Linked DNA regions of Sus scrofa: region 2 is linked to region 1. The links are chromatin contacts, called in public Hi-C maps. All regions are on one chromosome and are shown on one strand. The core of a region is the stretch at or near the end of the contact, and the rest is flanking DNA. Distances in the headings are between cores, read along the strand shown. Region 1 has its middle 15 kb from the start of MIR9-1. Region 2 has its middle 17 kb from the start of RHBG.

Region 1 (3,246 bases), core at 443-2,942:
TAAAATTTAATTCACAATATGTTTACTGATGACGTCCAAAATATTCTGGGATGTTGAGTGCCCCGCCAAATTCAGGTTGGTCTCATTGCCTCTTGGCTCTGATAATCTATCCACTGGAAGGACTGTGACTCCCAGCCCCAGACTCTCCTTTTATAAAGGAGGAAATGACTTGGCCAAGCCCATATAGTTGGCCCTAGCAGCCCATTCCTCACACCGAGGATATGGGGTGGGGGGTGGAGGGAACCAGGGTAGGTATTTATTCAGGTGTTCTGGGAGTGAAATGGCCACTGAGTCCAGGATACTGAAATCAGCTGGGGCTTATGGGTCAGCTCTGAACTCAGCCAGCTTTTTGGTGGTTGGGATCTCGGAATCGGCTCTGCACCTTGATCGAAGGACTTCAGCTTGCTGGGTCTGTCTCTTAGGCACCTTCTCCCTGCCCTAAGATGTTAGAGCTTCCCTAGTGCCTCACAGTCTCTATGTCTCCTTTCTTTGCTTCTGAGAGCCACAGACAGTTCTGCAGGGTTTACATGTTTCTAACTCTCTAGAGCCTATTGCAGGCTACTGAGTTGTGGCCTTTCCATCTGCTACTGGAAACCCATGGTCTAAATGCAGAATTTGGCAGCTTTGGCAAAAGTGCTTGAGGGAAAGAGGTGTCAGGGCCTCTGGCCAAACTCCTTGAGCTGCCTGCTGCCCTTCCACCACCTTTTCTCTCTCTCTTTTCCATTATGTATCTCTCTGTTTCCTTCTCTCCAGCATCTCTTCCTCTCTTATCCACCCCTATCTTGGCCTCCTCTTTTCTTCTCTGTCTCTCACATCGTCCTTCTCCTCCACTTGCCAGGCTCCCCTTACCCTTACATCCTAGCTTCTCCCGGTTATTAATTACTCAGCCCCCAGTCCCCGCACCACAGTCAGGACTTCCCGCCTGGGGCTGGAGCCCTGAGCCGCTGCAGGGAGCGGCGCGGCCGCAGATCCCCAGTCCCCCACTCTCACCCAGCTAGGGTTTTCCCGACGACGCTCTGCTGAGCACCGCGAGGGTCTACAAGGGCCTTCGGCCAAGAATACGAACCTTAGGGACAACTGACCCTGCCAGGCGGGGGATCTGAGGATCATTTTTTGTTTTATTTTCCCCGGCGATGGGTTCAGCAGCAGAGGTGAGGGGCAGCGGAGGTATGGGGTCCTCAGTGCCGCCGCTGTTGGACTTGGGGAGTGGGGACTAACAGACCCTCCAGCGGAGTTTTTCGCCCGACCCGGGTCCCAGGAGCTGGCGGGGAGCAGAGGAGGCCCCGCGGGCTGGGCTTCGGCCCGGCCGCAGCTGCCGGGATCCCCGAAGCTCTCAAACGCCGCGTCGCCCCGTCTAGGCCCCCTTTCGCCTCGGGCGCCTTGGAGCCTTTTCTTTTCCATTTTGTTTCCTTGCCTTTTCCGTAATTTAGTTTAACATTTTAAATGCCTTTGGTGTGTTTCCTTTTTATTTCATTTAGTGTTATTTTATCGCTTTTGTTTTAACGTTTTATTTCTTTTCAAGTGGGTTTTGTTTTTCCTTTTTCTCTGTTTCCGATTCTCTATTTTCTTCTGCTCACTTCTCGCCTCCCTCGGCTCTTCTCGTGCTTTCATTTCCTCTCCTGGGCGCCCGCGGCAGTGCGACCCCAGCGTCCGGCGGCTTCCGTGGTCGTCCCGCCTTGGGGAGGAAGCGAGGGTGCTCCCACGCCTTGCCCTTCCCACCCGGAGCCCCCTTGGCGCCGTCCGGCGAGCCCGAGCCCCGCATCGCTGCGGAGCCTGGACTTTGTCGGAAGCGGGAGCCGAAGCCGCTGCTGCCCGCGAAAGCGGCGGTAAGAGGCAGGGGCGCCGGCGGGGGCTGCACGGGCGTGCTCCGGCCTGGCTTTGACCGGGCCCAGGGACAGAGGCACAGACCCGCAGTTCACGCGTAGAGGCCACAGATCCACACACACTGGGATTCGGGGGCCCGCAGACCAACGTCCACGAACTACACAGACACGGAGCCTCACAGCCGACTCAAGGGCGCGCGCGTTCACAGCACTCACCTACAAACACAGCGAGATCAACAAATGTCACACTTACAGCCCCAAACCACACACACACACACACACACACACACACACACACACACACACAAAGCGCGGAGATGCGGGAAGACACACATACTGCAGCTCCGAGGGATTTCAATGCTAACTCAAAGCAATGGTGACCCTGGGGAGAGCATAGGCTGTGGGAAAGGAACCTGCCTGGTCTCATCAGCAGGCACAGCAGTAGCCGTGTCCACAGCCACCCAGTGTTCAGTGCCTCTGCCTAGATTCAGGTTGTGGGGCTCCAGAGGTGAGGAATATTGCCTGCTTGTTTAGCTGAGAGATCCAGCCCCAACCCAAGAGCCTGAGCCCCAGAAATGAGCATCAGACCTAAAGAACCCTCTGTGAAGCAGACAGAAGCGGGCACTGCACCAAGAAAATGGCACCATGTTAGAGTATAAAGCAGGCATGGGATATGTGTGCCAGTATGTATTCTGTGCCACATGTATCACACACAGTGCCAGTGTTTGGCCAGGTGCCCACATGGAGACCATTATTTTTGTGAAAATGAGCAGAGGAGATGTATATGGTTCTAAGAATAAAAGTAACATATGTATACAAATATAGGTACCAATACACACTTAAGGAGATGTCAAGTAGAAAATCTCACCAGCTCATAGGTTTTGTTATCAAGCTGGCGTGCTAGCCTGAGCCTCTGTGGCAAGGTCTGTCTCCTTTCCAGGGCAGCCGCGATTGTTTGGTGCCATGGGAACTCTATGGGGAAAGACTGGTTTGTGGGAGAAACAGGCGTATCTGATATATTATCAAGCCATAAAAAGGGGAGTTTTGGCAGCTTTAGCAGGGGGGTGGGGGGAAATTTTGGGGTAAAAGACTATCTGAATTGCACCGCAGAAGTCCTAGTTTTGGAAGATGCCCTGGGCCATAGCAGCACCAGTGGTGGCCAGACATGCTGGATGATAGTGGAGCCTGACTGCAGGCAGGTGTCGGTACATATAGACGGTGCCAGGTAAAAACATAAACGTGTTCATGCCATACGCAAACCCACTCCATGCACAGACAGCTCCTGACAACCCCACAGGGCAATGTGTGGTTTACAGATGTCCAATTGGATTGCTAGGGAGATTAATTTTGTAGGAGAGAAGATAAGATATTTATGTGCACACACAGAGCTCCATAGGTTTGGAGTTCAGTGACATTACAGGAA
Region 2 (3,246 bases), core at 315-2,814, 45 kb after region 1:
AGCTCCATCTTAGTGAAGCCTGGACCAAACCATAAATGAAGAGCCCCACCCCTGCTCTCCTGGAAGACTCTCTGCTGCCCTACCGGTATCTTCTCCCCCTCGCCTTCCCCCACTCCCCCAGTCAGCTCTCTCCTGCCTTAGGGGGACTGAGAACCTGGACTGCCTGGAACAAATTCTAATTTTGATGTTGTTCCCATTGATTTTGTCCTGAAAACCTTATGAGTCCTAGACACATCACTGTTTCAAAGGCCCAGGTACCATCTCAGAAACAGGTCCCACCTGAGCGGCATCAGCTTTTGATCACGCACCTGTGTGGGAGTTTAGGAAAGGTGGACTCAGGTCCCGCACCTTGCAGAGGCGAAAACCCATTTACTGGAGCCCAGCCTTGAAGTACCCAAGACCAGGGGGTCAAGTTCCCAGCTAGAATGACCCTGCTCCCAGCCTACGGTCCCTTGTCTACTGTCCAGGTATTTTCCTCCAAGGTCAGACCAGTACCCTCTGTCAGATGGGCACAAGCTCCTGAGTTGGGGTAGAGGGTTGTACCTCTTTCACTTGTGGAAGGGGACTTTCTGTGGCAAACCCCCACCTCCACAGCTCCCCACCACCCCAAGCTCTGTATCACTGGAGAAGTTTATTTCATTTGTTTTTTTATTTTATTTTTTTTGTCTTTTTGCCATTTCTTGGGCCTCTCCCACGGCATATGGAGGTTTTGCCATTTCTTGGGCCTCTCCCACGGCATATGGAGGTTCCCAGGCTAGGGGTTGAATTGGAGCTGTAGCTGCTGGCCTATGCCAGAGCCGCAGCAACATGGGATCCGAGCCGCTTCTGCAACCTACACCACAGCTTATGGTAACACCAGATCCTTAACCCACTGAGCAAGGCCAGGGATTGAACCCGCAACCTCATGGTTCCTAGTCGGATTCATTAACCACTGCGCCACGACGGGATCTCCTGGAGAAGTTAATTTCAGTCCTGCATGGCTGGGTTTCTCCCAGTAAAAGTGGGCCTACTTAACTGGTGGTGGGTGGCAGAAGGAAGCAGGAAGTCCTGATTGCGTCCAGGGCTTACGGGTCAGAGAGACTCCCTTGGGACATTTTTGTCCAGTAACCTGCTTTGGCGAAACCATGAGTATTTCCCTCAATGTTCTGGAAGGGAATGGGCTCCAGAGACACCTCTGGTCCATGTAATGTGAAAAAAATGAATGGAGAAGGGGAGGATGGGAAAAGTATCAACTCTGGACTCGGTTTAACCTCCAAGAACAGCAGTTCAGAGTAATGAACTGACTTGTGCGAGCCACCAAGCTAGTGCTTGGGGGAGCCAAGCTGGGAGCCCACCACGGTCTGACCCCCAAAGGCAAGGCTCTTGGAGGAGACGAGTAGATCTGGAGGGAAGAGATGACCACCCCTCCTTGGCCCCAAAGCCTGGTTTGGGTCGCCTTCTCCCTTCCTCCCCGGGCTGGCGTACTCGATCGGCGATCAGACGGCGGCATATAGACAATGGCGCTCTGTCCGGGGCGGGCGCTCCGGGACGACAGCTCATCCCTATGCAGTGACCGCCTCCCCCGCCCGGGCCTGGCCGCCAACCCCTTTCAGGCGGTGGAAGCCGGGGCGGCGGCGGAGGGGGATTCTCACAGGCCGTTGGACATTTGCATAGCCGGCTCGCCCGCCCGGAGACATTGGCCCGCATTGTTCCCGGGCGGCGGCGGCGGCGGCGGGCGCACGGGCCGGGGCACTCGGGGCGGCGCGGCGGACCCGGCTGGGAGCGGGCGGGAGGGCCAGACAAAGGAGACGGGGCGCGCGGAGCTGGGCGGCGGGCGGGTGGGGGAGATCCTGACGGTGGGAGAGAAATATCGGGGTGAGGTGGCGCGGGGGCTGCGGGGGAGGATGCGGCTGCAGAGCTAGTCTGCCCCGGGACCGCCACCGCCCCCCACTTCGGACACCCACGCCGTGTCTAATTCCTCCCCGAGCTGAGGCCACCGTGCGTCGTGATTTGAATCCCAATAGCGGGGGAATCTCAGGCCTTTCCCAGGCTGCGCAGGTTTGGAGCGCCGGGTCCTCCAGAGGTCAGAGGAGCCGCTCCTGGCCCAGGCAGCTCGCCACACTGGCACAGAAGCACCCTGAGGCCCCTGGGGAACTTTGGGTCTCCCAGCCAGATGTCGGGCAGGAAGCCCTGTTGTCGCCCACGGACACTTCTGCCAATCCAGAACAGTGGCCACCTCCAGAAACCCTTCCCTAATGCCTCTGGCTCTGCTGGCTTGACGCTGACCGCAGTGCAGCTTGGCTTCTCCATCACTGGGGCTCTGGGGGGCGAGCAGGGGCCCAGAGTCCTCGTCCATCATTGTTCCCAGAGCTCCGGCATTGGGGCTGGACAGACAGAGTTCATGAGTGGGCAAGTGTCCGATTGTCCGGCATTGAGAGTAATAATGGTGGTGATCAGAGGGGCTGTCCCTGAGGGGCAGAGGCCTCATTGTCCTGAAGGGGTGAGGAAGGTGCCCCCTTGGCCCCTGTCCCCGCCATCTCCTTGACCTGCTCATTGTCACCCTGTTGACCCAGCCTGAATGGATGGGCCACCATGTGGGGGACTGATGGTGCGAAGCCAAGGGCTACAGGAAAGATGGGGGAGGGGCTCAGTCTTGATTTTGCCCAGAGGCTCCAAGGACACCTGTCTCTCCTGCCCTCTGAGCTCCCTCTGAGGACAACCATCCTCATACCCAAACCCTCAATCCAATTAAATAGAACAGTCTATGGACTGCCCACCAGGGTGCTAGGCATTGGAGAAAAAGCTGGAGAAGGGAGAGGAAGAAACAGAATGAAAAACCAAGGGCTTGACTTCGGAGCGTCCAGCCCTGGACAGAGAATCCCTTGAGCCACAGGGGCCAGAGTACTGGATCTTTTGTTTGTTTGTTTTGGTTTTTCTTTTTTGACCACCCCGTGGCATATGGAGGTCCCATATGCCAGGGATCAGATACAAGCCACAGTTGCGACCTACACTGCAGCTGTGGCAACACTGGATCCTTAACCCACTGTACCGGCTGGAATTGAACCTGTGTCCCTGCGCTCCAGAGAGGCCTCAGATCCCAGTGAACCACAGTGGGAACTCCCACAGTGCCGGATCTTGTGTAGAGTTCATCAGTGTCTCCCAGGCCATGAGCGGCTTCGAGGGGGTGATGAAGCCTGAAGTATCTGGTTGTGGGAAATGCAGGGCCATCTCTTTTGGGGCAGCCCCCACCCTCTCCCTCCTTTCTCA

The links. A called contact is a pair of places that touch in the nucleus more often than the background predicts.
Region 2: a Hi-C map of undifferentiated spermatogonia shows a contact between it and region 1, with 2.9 times the contacts expected there. A contact is called at or near these places in 3 of 5 promoter capture datasets (fetal liver, fetal skeletal muscle and liver), 29 of 47 Hi-C or Micro-C datasets (adipose tissue, alveolar macrophages, blood and 16 more) and 2 of 2 datasets of targeted methods (alveolar macrophages and skeletal muscle).

Annotation. Positions count from the first base shown.
Region 1 is chr4:93,643,794-93,647,039 of Sscrofa11.1, forward strand. No RefSeq gene overlaps it. Among named protein-coding and RNA genes, the nearest start is that of MIR9-1, 15 kb to the right of the region's middle.
Region 2 is chr4:93,689,132-93,692,377 of Sscrofa11.1, forward strand. No RefSeq gene overlaps it. Among named protein-coding and RNA genes, the nearest start is that of RHBG, 17 kb to the right of the region's middle.